2 separate regions of the Drosophila melanogaster genome follow, and region 1 is linked to region 2. The links are chromatin contacts, called in public Hi-C maps. All regions are on one chromosome and are shown on one strand. The core of a region is the stretch at or near the end of the contact, and the rest is flanking DNA. Distances in the headings are between cores, read along the strand shown. Region 1 holds the start of CG1142. Region 2 holds the start of lap (like-AP180).

What was found. Hi-C and Micro-C count contacts between places; a contact is called where the count stands out from the background.
Region 1: a contact with region 2 is called in a Hi-C map of the Kc167 cell line, with 2.8 times the contacts expected there. A contact is called at or near these places in 4 of 107 Hi-C or Micro-C datasets (the Kc167 cell line and the S2 cell line) and 1 of 7 datasets of targeted methods (the Kc167 cell line).

What each region holds. Positions count from the first base shown.
Region 1 is chr3R:7,470,130-7,475,865 of dm6, forward strand. It overlaps CG1142, which reads right to left and starts at 3,652. Exons shown (of 2, transcript NM_176415.3): 1 at 3,132-3,652; 2 at 2,329-2,718. The coding sequence starts at 3,608. The coding sequence ends at 2,350. scaRNA:MeU5-C46 (small Cajal body-specific RNA : MeU5-C46) reads right to left here and starts at 3,093; the gene lies at 2,778-3,093. snRNA:7SKa (small nuclear RNA 7SK a) reads right to left here and starts at 4,867; the gene lies at 4,424-4,867. tRNA:Val-CAC-2-3 (transfer RNA:Valine-CAC 2-3) reads right to left here and starts at 2,003; the gene lies at 1,931-2,003.
Region 2 is chr3R:7,185,521-7,190,669 of dm6, forward strand. It overlaps lap (like-AP180), which reads left to right and starts at 1,474. Exons shown (of 11, transcript NM_079528.3): 1 at 1,474-2,027; 2 at 4,604-4,746. The coding sequence starts at 1,892. It overlaps CG10055, which reads right to left and starts at 1,153. Exons shown (of 3, transcript NM_141446.2): 1 at 786-1,153; 2 at 294-690; 3 at 1-237. The coding sequence starts at 1,051.

The DNA of each region.
Region 1 (5,736 bases), core at 2,402-4,901, 290 kb after region 2:
GTGGAAAATGCATACATTTGCGCTATAAAGAATGCTTTTCCGAGGGGAAAACTCGGACGGTGGTCGCTGTGTTAAAAATGCGAATTAAAAAATGCCAAATGAACGGGAACTGGGCGCAGCAGGAAAAGTTAAAACGCGACTCCGGGACGGGCTGAAATTATAAATCAATTTAACGTTGCCAAACAAGGAGGCCGGACAAAAGTGCGAGCCTCGAGCCGCATAGTAAGTAAATGTGCGGCGGTGGCGGTGGCAAAGTTTTCCATTTTCCATTTTCCATTTCACAAGCAGCGCCAGCAAAAATTGTATAAATTGCCAACTCAAACGGAAACGCAATGACACCGGACGCCATTGACCACCGCCGACCCCGTGGCCCGTGATCCCGCTCGAGAACCTCCGTCCGGATGGCGGATTACGGGTTTCGGGTTACAGGCTACGGGATACTGGTAACGGTTAACGGGTTATGACTTTCAGGGTGCGGGTCTCTCCGGGATTTGGTGGACGCATGCGCGGCTCGTCATCCGGCCCTTCCGCGCTGCCACGGATGTACACGCTTTAATCCGTAAACCACAAACGACGGCATCAGATACAGATACTCCAACTGGGGTTCGGGACATTCCCGATTCAAGCCACTGGCCCGCTGCATTTTAAGTCAAGCAGTTGAACAACTGTTTGTAATTGCAGCTTCGCCGACACTGTGGTAATGGCCCTTTGGGGCCGACTTGGGGTTGCCGTCCCGTCCGCCGGAATCTCTCACAGTTGAATGCTGCAAAAAGTCCTTGCAACCGGATGTTGTGCAATAAAAATGCAAAGTGCGCCAAAGTTGCCGTCCAATAGCAGCCAGCTGATACAGTAAATAAATGTAAATTAATGTTGTTTCTGGTGCACCACGAGGCATTACAAGTTTCGTGAAGGGGGGCTGTTTTTTTTTTTTTTTTTATAATTAAATTTATTTTTTAAGGCATACGGGGAAATCTTGGAGCCCCTTTGGGTCCTTCTTTTCTATTATTTCTGCCCATTTGGGCGCGCCGGCTAACTACAGTTAGCTTTTTCTAGTTTACAATAATAATACAGTACATAACAAACACATATAACAAATAGGTTTTTTGATAAGCGTCAGCCTCTGCTGACCCTTGTCAAAGGAGATCGGGTAATGAGATCCCTCGGTTGCCTTCTGTTGAGCCTCCTTGGTGGGCGAGATCTGTTAAGAGCGCTGGCCAGCCGATTTCTGTGGCGCTCCAGCCTGTCATGGTACCTGCTCGAGTGCTGGTTTATCTCGTCAAATACCGTTGCGAGTTTCAGGTCTCTGTGCAGGGTGGTGTTTCGCACAAACCACTCGCAGCCGGTGATGAGTCTTGCTACCTTATTTTGAATAGCCTGGATCCTTTTTATTTGGCTGTCGCATGCCAAGCCCGAGATTTGGCATCCATACTTCCAGTTTGGTGCTAATATCTGTTTGTAAATTGTCAGCTTGTTGGATAGCGACAATTTACTGCGCGAACAAAGTAGCCAGTAGTGCTTCGCCAACTTAGCACGTAGGCGTGTTCTGATGTCAGTCACATGCTTGGGAAATGTGAGTCTGCGATCCAGAAGCACTCCAAGGTACCTTGCTGCGTTCGGCTGTGGTACGGGGGCTTCCAATAAAACCCTGTCTTTTAGTGGATTTGGCAAATAAAATTTTAAAAAGTTGGTTTTTGTACGTTGTAATGGGTGCATTTTCACCAAGGGATGCCGGTGCGCCGATTTTGGGTTATTAAGAGATGATGCCTGAAAGTATACCTTAATTCACCACTTTTCAACATTTACTTCTTGACCAGCTTTATATGAAATTTATCGATCTGTTCTTCTACTTTGAAATCATAAATTTAAGTTAAACGAAATTAAAACACAGTCATTAAAAAATATATATAAAAATTGTTATAAAAAATCTTTCTGTTCCCGCCCGGGTTCGAACCGGGGACCTTGTGCGTGTGAAGCACACGTGATAACCGCTACACTACGGAAACTAGATGGAAGACATGATTCAAAGATTGGTTATAAAATTAAAAAGAAACTTTCCTCGTTCACTTATAACAATTTAGAATAAAGTTATCAATTTAGTTTGTCAAAAATATTGTTAATACACACAATATAAAGAATCTTACTGAGGAATATGATTTTTAAATATTTGGCCAAAGGAAGAGAACATAAAATAAACTCCTCTATTTCGCAGAAAGGTACTAACCATACGGATCTTGCGATACTCCACGATCTCTGGAGTGACTACTTTCTGACTTGACTATTTACCCCATCATTATTTAAGTTCAAATAAAATATAGAGACGAGTAAGTTAGGTTTTAAAATATTTTATATTTATTTATTTTTCTTAAGTTTTTTCATTTTCTTCAAGTTTTTCCGATAGGCGTATTTGTCTGTGCGCTTAATAACCTCGTTGAACTTCCTCTTGTTGAACTTCTGGAAGCTCTCGTCTTCTAACAACTCATTTACCAGCGACTGCTTCTTCTTGGACTTCTTTTCTTGGTAGTGATCCAAATGCGAAGGTAGCACAGTACCGATTTGGAAAAATTTGGGCAGACTCTTAAGGTCGTTCTTCTTGTAGAATTGCTTAGGGTTCAGAACCGATCGCATCTGAACTATTTTCAGTTCGTTTCGCATCTCGTCGGTGATCTCTGTGGCGGGCAGATTAAACCATCCCTTGCCCTTGGTCTTTGAGCGTTCAGCCTGAAAAAAGGAAGGCGATTAAAAATAAAAGCAAGGTAGGGTCTGAAATTTCCAATATGTTGCGCTCAGATTACTAAAGACGTCGTCACCATGACAAACAGCTTAGACCTAACTGGCTCCTGGGTCGACAAAAGCGCGTGTTTCATTTCCATTTGGGTGTTCTGTAAACCAGAGACTAAACTATCTGTCTAGGACTCAATGACAGATAATAGTCTTGATCCCTGGCTGTTGGTGTCCCGCTGGCCTTACGGCCACTGCAAATTCTGGAGTGCAGCAGCAAAGATTACAACGGATGAAACTAGATTTGCTAGAGTCTGAGCCTTAGGTCTTGTCGCCAATGCGCAAACTCCGATGTCGAATATTTCATCATGGGCAAAAGGGCTGTTTGTACGAACAAATCGCTTCACACTCACTCTGTTGATGATGGGTTGCTGCCTCTTTCCCACGGTGGGCAGTGCATGCGCCTGTTCTAGTCCTGGATTCAAGGCCTGTTTCGTCCTCTTCATATTACTTTCCAGGTTTTCCTGCCGCAGGTCCAGATGCGGAGCATCGTGGTTCAGTTCTGTTACCCGCTTCCGGGGCACTACTTTCGGTTTGCTGGAGTTCTCCACTGCACTCTCGACCTTTTCGCAGAGGTCCTCCAGCTGCTTGGCAACCTTGGATACCGGCTTCTTTCGGTCAGGCAGGGAATTCACGACATCGAGCACTTCCTTGGAGTTCAACTTTAGGCCAAAGAGCTCCACTGCGCCCTCATTTTGTTCCTCGTCCTCCTCGCTGTGCGCGTCACTTTCTGTCAGGAGCAGCTCTTTGTTGTACACAATCTTCTTTTGCTGCTGCTCGCCATTGAATTCCTGGCGTCCTGTTGTGTCTACCAGAAAAATAGAATCCATTTTGTGCGGCAACCACGCTTGTTTATAACATACAAACAGTGTGACCGTGTAGTAGTAGCACACACACTCACAGGTCGACTGTCAAAAATATACTAAATGCACTGCATGTAATTTGGAAAATACTAGCTCTTGGCAAGGGCATTCCTGAACATTTATTACTTAAATTACTTTTAGTTTAAAAAAATTTGTGTTCTAATTTAATTTTTCTGACAAGTACATTTGATCTAAAGGTTTAAATTCAAAAATTCACAACCGACTTACAACCTAATGGAATACCCCCAATTTTTATTTTTTCTTTGTTAAGGTATAACAATTAGTTGCTTAAGCAATTTTGAACGTACAATTAAGTAAACCTCCACATAAAACATCAGTTCCGAGTGCGAGGACCGATAACTTCGTGCTTGGTGGACCTAATAGCTGAATACTGCCTAAATGTGCCAATGCTTCTAAATTGCTTGGTAATAGTCGTCATATTGCAATGCTCATGGAAAAGAGATTATTGAGTATAAGTAGAAATACATATTTAGTTTTTGGAAGGAAACTTTATTCATGAAATCGATATGCATTAAAAATCTCAAAACTTAAAAACTAGTAGAAATACTCTTCGAAATCCGTAATGCTACACATGCCCGTATATTAGTATCAAGATACCGTTTGCCTGTTACGAGCAAAAATGCATTTGGGGTTCTATTTTTGAGAGTTCTAGTTTCACTGTAAAAAAAGAAATTGTTACTTTCAAATAATAAGTTGTATAAATATGCATTTTAATAACAAAATAAATAATAAATAAATATTGGAACGTAGTTCGCTGCAGCAAAAGAATGGGCAAATTGCTCGGCAATGCCGCGTACATGGAAGTGTTCTGAACAGCAAATTTGTTACGAAAATCCGAAGCTAAGCTACTAAGTTACTTAACCAACAAATTTTGAAAGTGGCTGACTCGGGCAACTGTCGCCGGCTTCAGCACCGGACCGCCGCCCGTCCCCGCCCAATACGGCTTCCGGTCGAGACCAGAATCCGCGGGGTGGTGGGGGCGACGGATCGGGGGTGCATGACCGTGCGTCGACCGCCGGATAACCCGTCGTCATCCAGTGGAAGGCAGCGGAAAGCCGATCCGAACGAGGAGCCACGGCAACGCCAGGCAGAATTACTGGGAAACACAAAGGTGTGACGGAGGGTCGGCTCTGAACAGATCTGATAAGCAGATGCAGTTACCTGAATATCGATCAATGTACAGAACAATCACAGAATACACTTCCGAAGTAACGGGAAGCAGATATCGTATTTATACGAGTATTTGACCAAATAAGCACTTGGGAATTACAAGCTGGCAGTCGGGCAAACGTGCTGTATGGCAAACCAAATCGGGGTGGGTTTTGCCATTGCTTATGCATACCCGTGTATGAACGTTGCTTTAAAAGCCTGTGAAATCAAAAGTATAGTTTCTATGTAAGAAATTTAAATTGTTTCATAATGACTGAGAAATGCAGAATGGTAAAAAAATAACAATAGGAAGTATATATTCCTGAATTGCCCTCGGCTGGGCTCGAGCAAACGAAAGATTCTTCAAAGTGGAATGACAGCATGAGTTTGCTGATACATATTTTTATATGTGTGCCATACAGCGGTAGGTAAACAAACAAGAAAATCAAATGCATTTATAGATTTGTACCCTTTGTAATATGTGTTCAGAAAAAGATGTAATTTTTAAATTAGTTAAAATAATATGAATAGAATTTTTTTTTTAAATTATTATTTATTAAGTGAAGAATCCGTACATCGAACACTATAAAAATAAAATAAGTGAAGTAGGAACATAAATGATTTGGGGAATTGCGACCAAATCGAATTATAAACGTATCCAGGTGATGCAAAATCGCGCATGTACGTAACTCTACACTCCATAAAGACCTCAATATTCACACAGTTGAGACACAAATTGGGAGAAATACAAGTCGATATAGTGACAGCAAAGACCCTAGAATATTCTAGTGTCTTTGGTGACAGATTATTGAGCCATAGCAGTCTTCTTGCAAGACGTCTCATCCCCGCTAAACCTCTGAGACGACTCAAAAGGCAAGGCTTCGCCAAGACAATAGGAATACAATAAAAAACAAACTTGGTTATG
Region 2 (5,149 bases), core at 224-2,723:
CTGCATTCGGCTGATGTTGTGCAGCAGATGCGCTTGCTCCTGGGTCATGGAAGTCTCGTAGATTTTCGGTTTGTAGCGTAAAGGATTCTGGTGACCGGACGGAACCTGTAGCTCCACAAAATTTATTTTGTACTGCTCGCGGGAAAAGCGCTTCATCTCATCGACCACGCGCTCTTGCCGCCTTTGGATGGGGCTCATGCGATGTGGCTCCGACACGCGGCACGTGGCTCTGTCCAACTGTGAAAACATCTGTGTTTAGTGCGCGGAAGAGCAGGTTAACCAATTGAACTCACCTCACTCAGGTCTAGCGGTCCGCTGTATTCGCTAGCATAGCCGTACCCAAAATTGTTGGTCAGCTTGTAGGTGCGCTCGTGGTCGTCGAGCTGCAATTGGCACTGATCGGTGATTCGTTTGAGTTTCCATTCCTGCACCAGAGGCTGCTTGTCCGGCAAATTGGCACTCAGTGTGGGTAGGTGCAGGAATGCGGCTATGTACTCTTTGCGACTATTCCACTGCTTGGCTGCATCCCCCGTACCACCGCCTCCGCCTCTTTCTCCACCGGGTCCTTCCTGGGCACCCGCTGTTAGGGGCAGACAGCGCAGGCAAATTTGGTAGTGATTCTCTGTCGTGTTGAACTTTATCAACAGCGTCTTCAGCTCTCGCAAGTCGAAGGTGCGACGGCTGTGGAATCTGTCCGAAAAGGGAGTACAAGTACGCAATGATATCGCTGGAATTTCGCCACCATGGCCCACCATGGGCACGACAGATTGCCGGATGTGACTCACTTGTACAGCTTAACATCTGCGTAGAAATAAAGATCGTGCGCGTCAACGAATATATCGCAGTTTCTTATGCGATCCACATGCAACGCCTCCGCTTCCGCCAACCCCGACCCCGCTTCCTGACCAAACTCCTCACCAGCGGAAGAAGAAGCAGCAGCAGCTGCTGCTGGCTGGGCCGACTTTGAGGACTGATTCAGGACAGGCGGGCGGGGTATGATCAGCGTGCACGAGTTCTCCAAATAACTGTGTGCAATCTGTCCATTCAACATCTTACAATTTTATTACGAGACTGTTGATTGTGCTAACTACTGTTTTTTAGTATAATTTTATTTATTTTAATGACCAGTATGACCGCCTACTCGAAACTAAAAATTCCTGTTGACAGCCCCTTAGCTTACGTTACGTTTGGCTACACTTCCGACAAATCTAGCTACTTTTTAACTGCTGTTGGGGAATTTTAAGTGCTAAGTTATAAAAAAAGATTTATTTATAGTATCTTAATATTTTATATTTTTATTTATTTATTTATCATTATTTTTTTTTATTTTCAGAACTTATATGAACACATCGTAAAAGCTAAGTTCAGCTATTTCGTATTCGCTTACGTTATGGCAATCGATATTTTCCCACCTAACGCCGTAAACTCAAGTCGATTGCACGCGTTAGCTCCACTTTGTGGACGCTTTAGGACATTGCTCATACGCTCGCTCCATTTGCCAGTCGCCATTATCGATTTGTGGCAGAGGAAAAATAGAGAATTAAAAAATCGCGTTTCAGCGTTAGGCACCGGTTAGAGAGCGCATAAACCGCGGCGATAAATTGTGTAGTGATTGTGACGTAGGAACCACTAAATCTTTACTGTTAGTTTAATCGTGAGGCTCGCATAGCAGAGTTTTCCCGTTCGAAATATTCTCAATCAATCAATACCTCTCTGTCTCTCGCTCGCCCCATACGCGTGTGTGTGTGTGTCTCTCTCTCCCTCTCTCTGTATCTGCTTTCGAGTGTGTGTGTGTGTCGGTGTGGTCAGCTCCTTTGGTGCATAATTAAATTAATCAAGTAAATAAAAACCAGCGAGCGGCAGCAGAAACAACAACAGCAACAGCTTCATCATGACCATGGCAGGGCAAACGATCAACGACAGGCTGCTGGCCGCCCGTCACAGCCTTGCGGGCCAAGGACTCGCCAAGTCCGTTTGCAAGGCCACCACGGAGGAATGCATTGGCCCGAAGAAGAAGCACTTGGACTGTGAGTTGCCCTGTCTATCTCTTTCCCTTGCCCACTCTCTTGGTCTTTCATTGCGTAAATCACCGTTACATTTCCTTGTTATAACACAGAGAGAAAAGAGGCACAGCCTTGTGCTACTAGTGGAAATGTACCCATCAAACACACGAAAATATTATTGTTACTTTGTAACGCTTTAAAATTAATTTATTTTTATTTGCAAACATAAGTCGCAATAAAATCTGTTTAGAAATTAACTTAAATTTTAATAATAATAAAAATTGGAATGAATAATATACTAAAGTAAGGAGTGCCTAACAAATTAGCAAAGAAAATAAAAAATTTAAATGTAGCCTAAATATAAAAACCATCGGCACAGTTAGTACGCTGCAAAAGTAATTTAGCAACAACATTCAGATGCAACCAGTTCGGGTTTCTTGGCTTCCTCGCTCCATTTTCACGTGCCTTTTGTTTTTGTGCGATAAATCACAAAGTTTTCTGAAAACGAAACCACTGATTACGGTCCACAAAGTCCCACAAACACAAACCACCACCCTCAAATTGCATCTGTGGCTCAGCTGCTGGTGTTTGTGGACTCCGTTCGTCATTGATTGGACTCCCCTCTCTTTCTACCAACACACTCTCTCTCTCTCTCTAATGTTACGTCACTTTCCCACGGGTGCACGTGTGTTTGTAGGGGCTTTGAATGGCTTAAAACGCCTACGAAAGCAGGGATTGTGTTTGTCACGGTGTCATTGCTTGTTAAATTTATGCAAGAGTCTTCCCTAATTTGCTGGATTTGCTTACACGTTTGAATTTTGCAAATACTTCTAAAGAGCTCCATATCCTAACGACATTCATTCCCGTTGGAATCTGTTTTTTTGGCTAGTTTTGCTCGCATTTTGACCCCCTTTTATTTAGCTTGTTGGCACTTTTCAGATGACTCATCAGATATGGCTACGAGTAAATGGGAATAAAAGAGGGCAATATTGTGGGGCGTTACTTGTCACATAAACATTGTATTGCAGTTGCCGCAAACCAATTTCCAATATAACCCAAAATTTGGCCACATGTGCTGTTTATTCAAGTTGATTACTTTATCCAAAACGTTATGCTCAATTCAGTTACCAAAAGTCTAAATAAATTAAACCTGAGTTAAAAGTCAGTCCGTACATTTTACAAGACGTCAGCAGGTAGCATGAAATATATTTCTTCTACCTATTTTCTCTATTTTCTTTTGTTAACAACTTTTGTCCTATGATAAAACCAGTTGTGTGTTCACGGAAACAACAGCACTTAATGAGCTTTACACCGATTGAAAAGATCCCAGAATATTTCAACCAGCTACACAAGTGGGCAATAATAATTAAAATTAAGTATCAATGGTCCCCCACTACAGTGGAGTCTCGATACCCGACACATTTATTTATTTATGTATTTAAGAGCATAAGCATGCGAATTGACCCCAGCGATAACTACGCTACAGAAGTCGCCAATCGCTTTTGGTATCCGAGCACTGTAAATATTTTCGAAATATATGTGAATCAGTGAAGATTTCAAAAAGGGCGGATACGAATTTTAACTAAATAACTCATTCAAAATGTCTTAACTACTCAGCGATTTCAACGTTTTGTCATAAAGTGACACCCCCAGGCCACTGTGCTCGTTAAGAAACTCACCAGTTTCGTTTACAAGGACCGATCAATTTTCCACATTTACTGTTTATTGAAATTTGTTCTTATTTATGTATAAATGAATCACTGGCCTGGCGCCCGTCAGCCAAACAAAATGAAGCAAAAGGACGGCGAACATCTGCGATGGCTTGTGAAATGTGCAACGCCCCTCGAATCCCATGCAATTTTTTCTTGCTCGGCGACAAACACTTTCCAACCGAAATGGGAATTGATTCAAATGGAAGCGCATGATAGTAGACACAATGGGATTCAGCTCTTATCATCGACACTTTTCCGTCAGTATTTAGCTTGAATGGCGGCTGCAAGCTTAAAGCGCAGATAAGCAAACAACGACTAAGAGTCGCGACCGATAACGGGACGCAAAAAACAAGATGATTAAATTTATGGGAGGTTCGGTTATTATAATAATAATAATCTTTACAGAAACGTTGTTTGTTTCTGGAACAGATAAATTGACTTTTAAAGTTTTATGTTGCTTCTTAAACATGTAAACATTTGTTGTTTTGCTCATATGAACTAAGTTTTCGTAAAAAAAATATACTGTTGAATAAATCTAGAGGATAATAACTAATAGTTGTCGGCGGTTATATCGAATCTGATTGATTTTTCCAATAAATGCTTGGGAAAATAAATATCAAGTCAAAGTTAATCGCAACCAAAAGTAAAGTTGAGTTGGACGTACAAAATTAAGGAAAAGAGCAAATGGTTCACTAACCGAAAATTACAAAAAAAAAAAACGTTCTTTATTGTTTTCTAATCTACTGTATGGATATGCGTTAAGAAACTAATATAAAGCTATGCTTAATAAAATGATTTTCATTTATTATTTTAAATCAATGTAAAATGTTAAATTAGTTTGTGGTTGCTTTGTGTTAATATAAGTTTCATACCTTTATTTAATTGCAGATTTGGTGCACTGCACAAACGAGCCGAATGTGTCGATACCTCATCTGGCCAATTTACTTATCGAGCGTTCACAGAATGCCAACTGGGTCGTCGTCTACAAGTCGCTGATAACCACACATCATCTGATGGCATATGGCAATGAGGTTTGTATTTGTGTATTTATCGGAATCTAGTGTTTGTGCGAAGCTTAGGGGCGTATTTCAAATACATTTTTACTTTCATTTAAGCGTTCGAAATGAGGTAATCTATTTTGTTTGATTTAATATACAGATGAATAGGTCACGTACATCATGAGATTCTTATTATTTTCCTTCTTGTACCTTTAATGGCAACTTATTACTGCAGAATTACTCTTTTGGGATGACCTCTGACCAAGTATATCGTTGTGTGGTATTTTACTTTCAGTTTTTGTTCGTTCAGTTTTATTTCTTAGTAATTTTTTTGGTGACATAAAAAGTTGTCTTCTCTGAAAAATAAATAAATAAATGTTAAATTTTTAACACATCAACTTTTATAGTTCCCTCCATTTAATTGCGATTTATAATT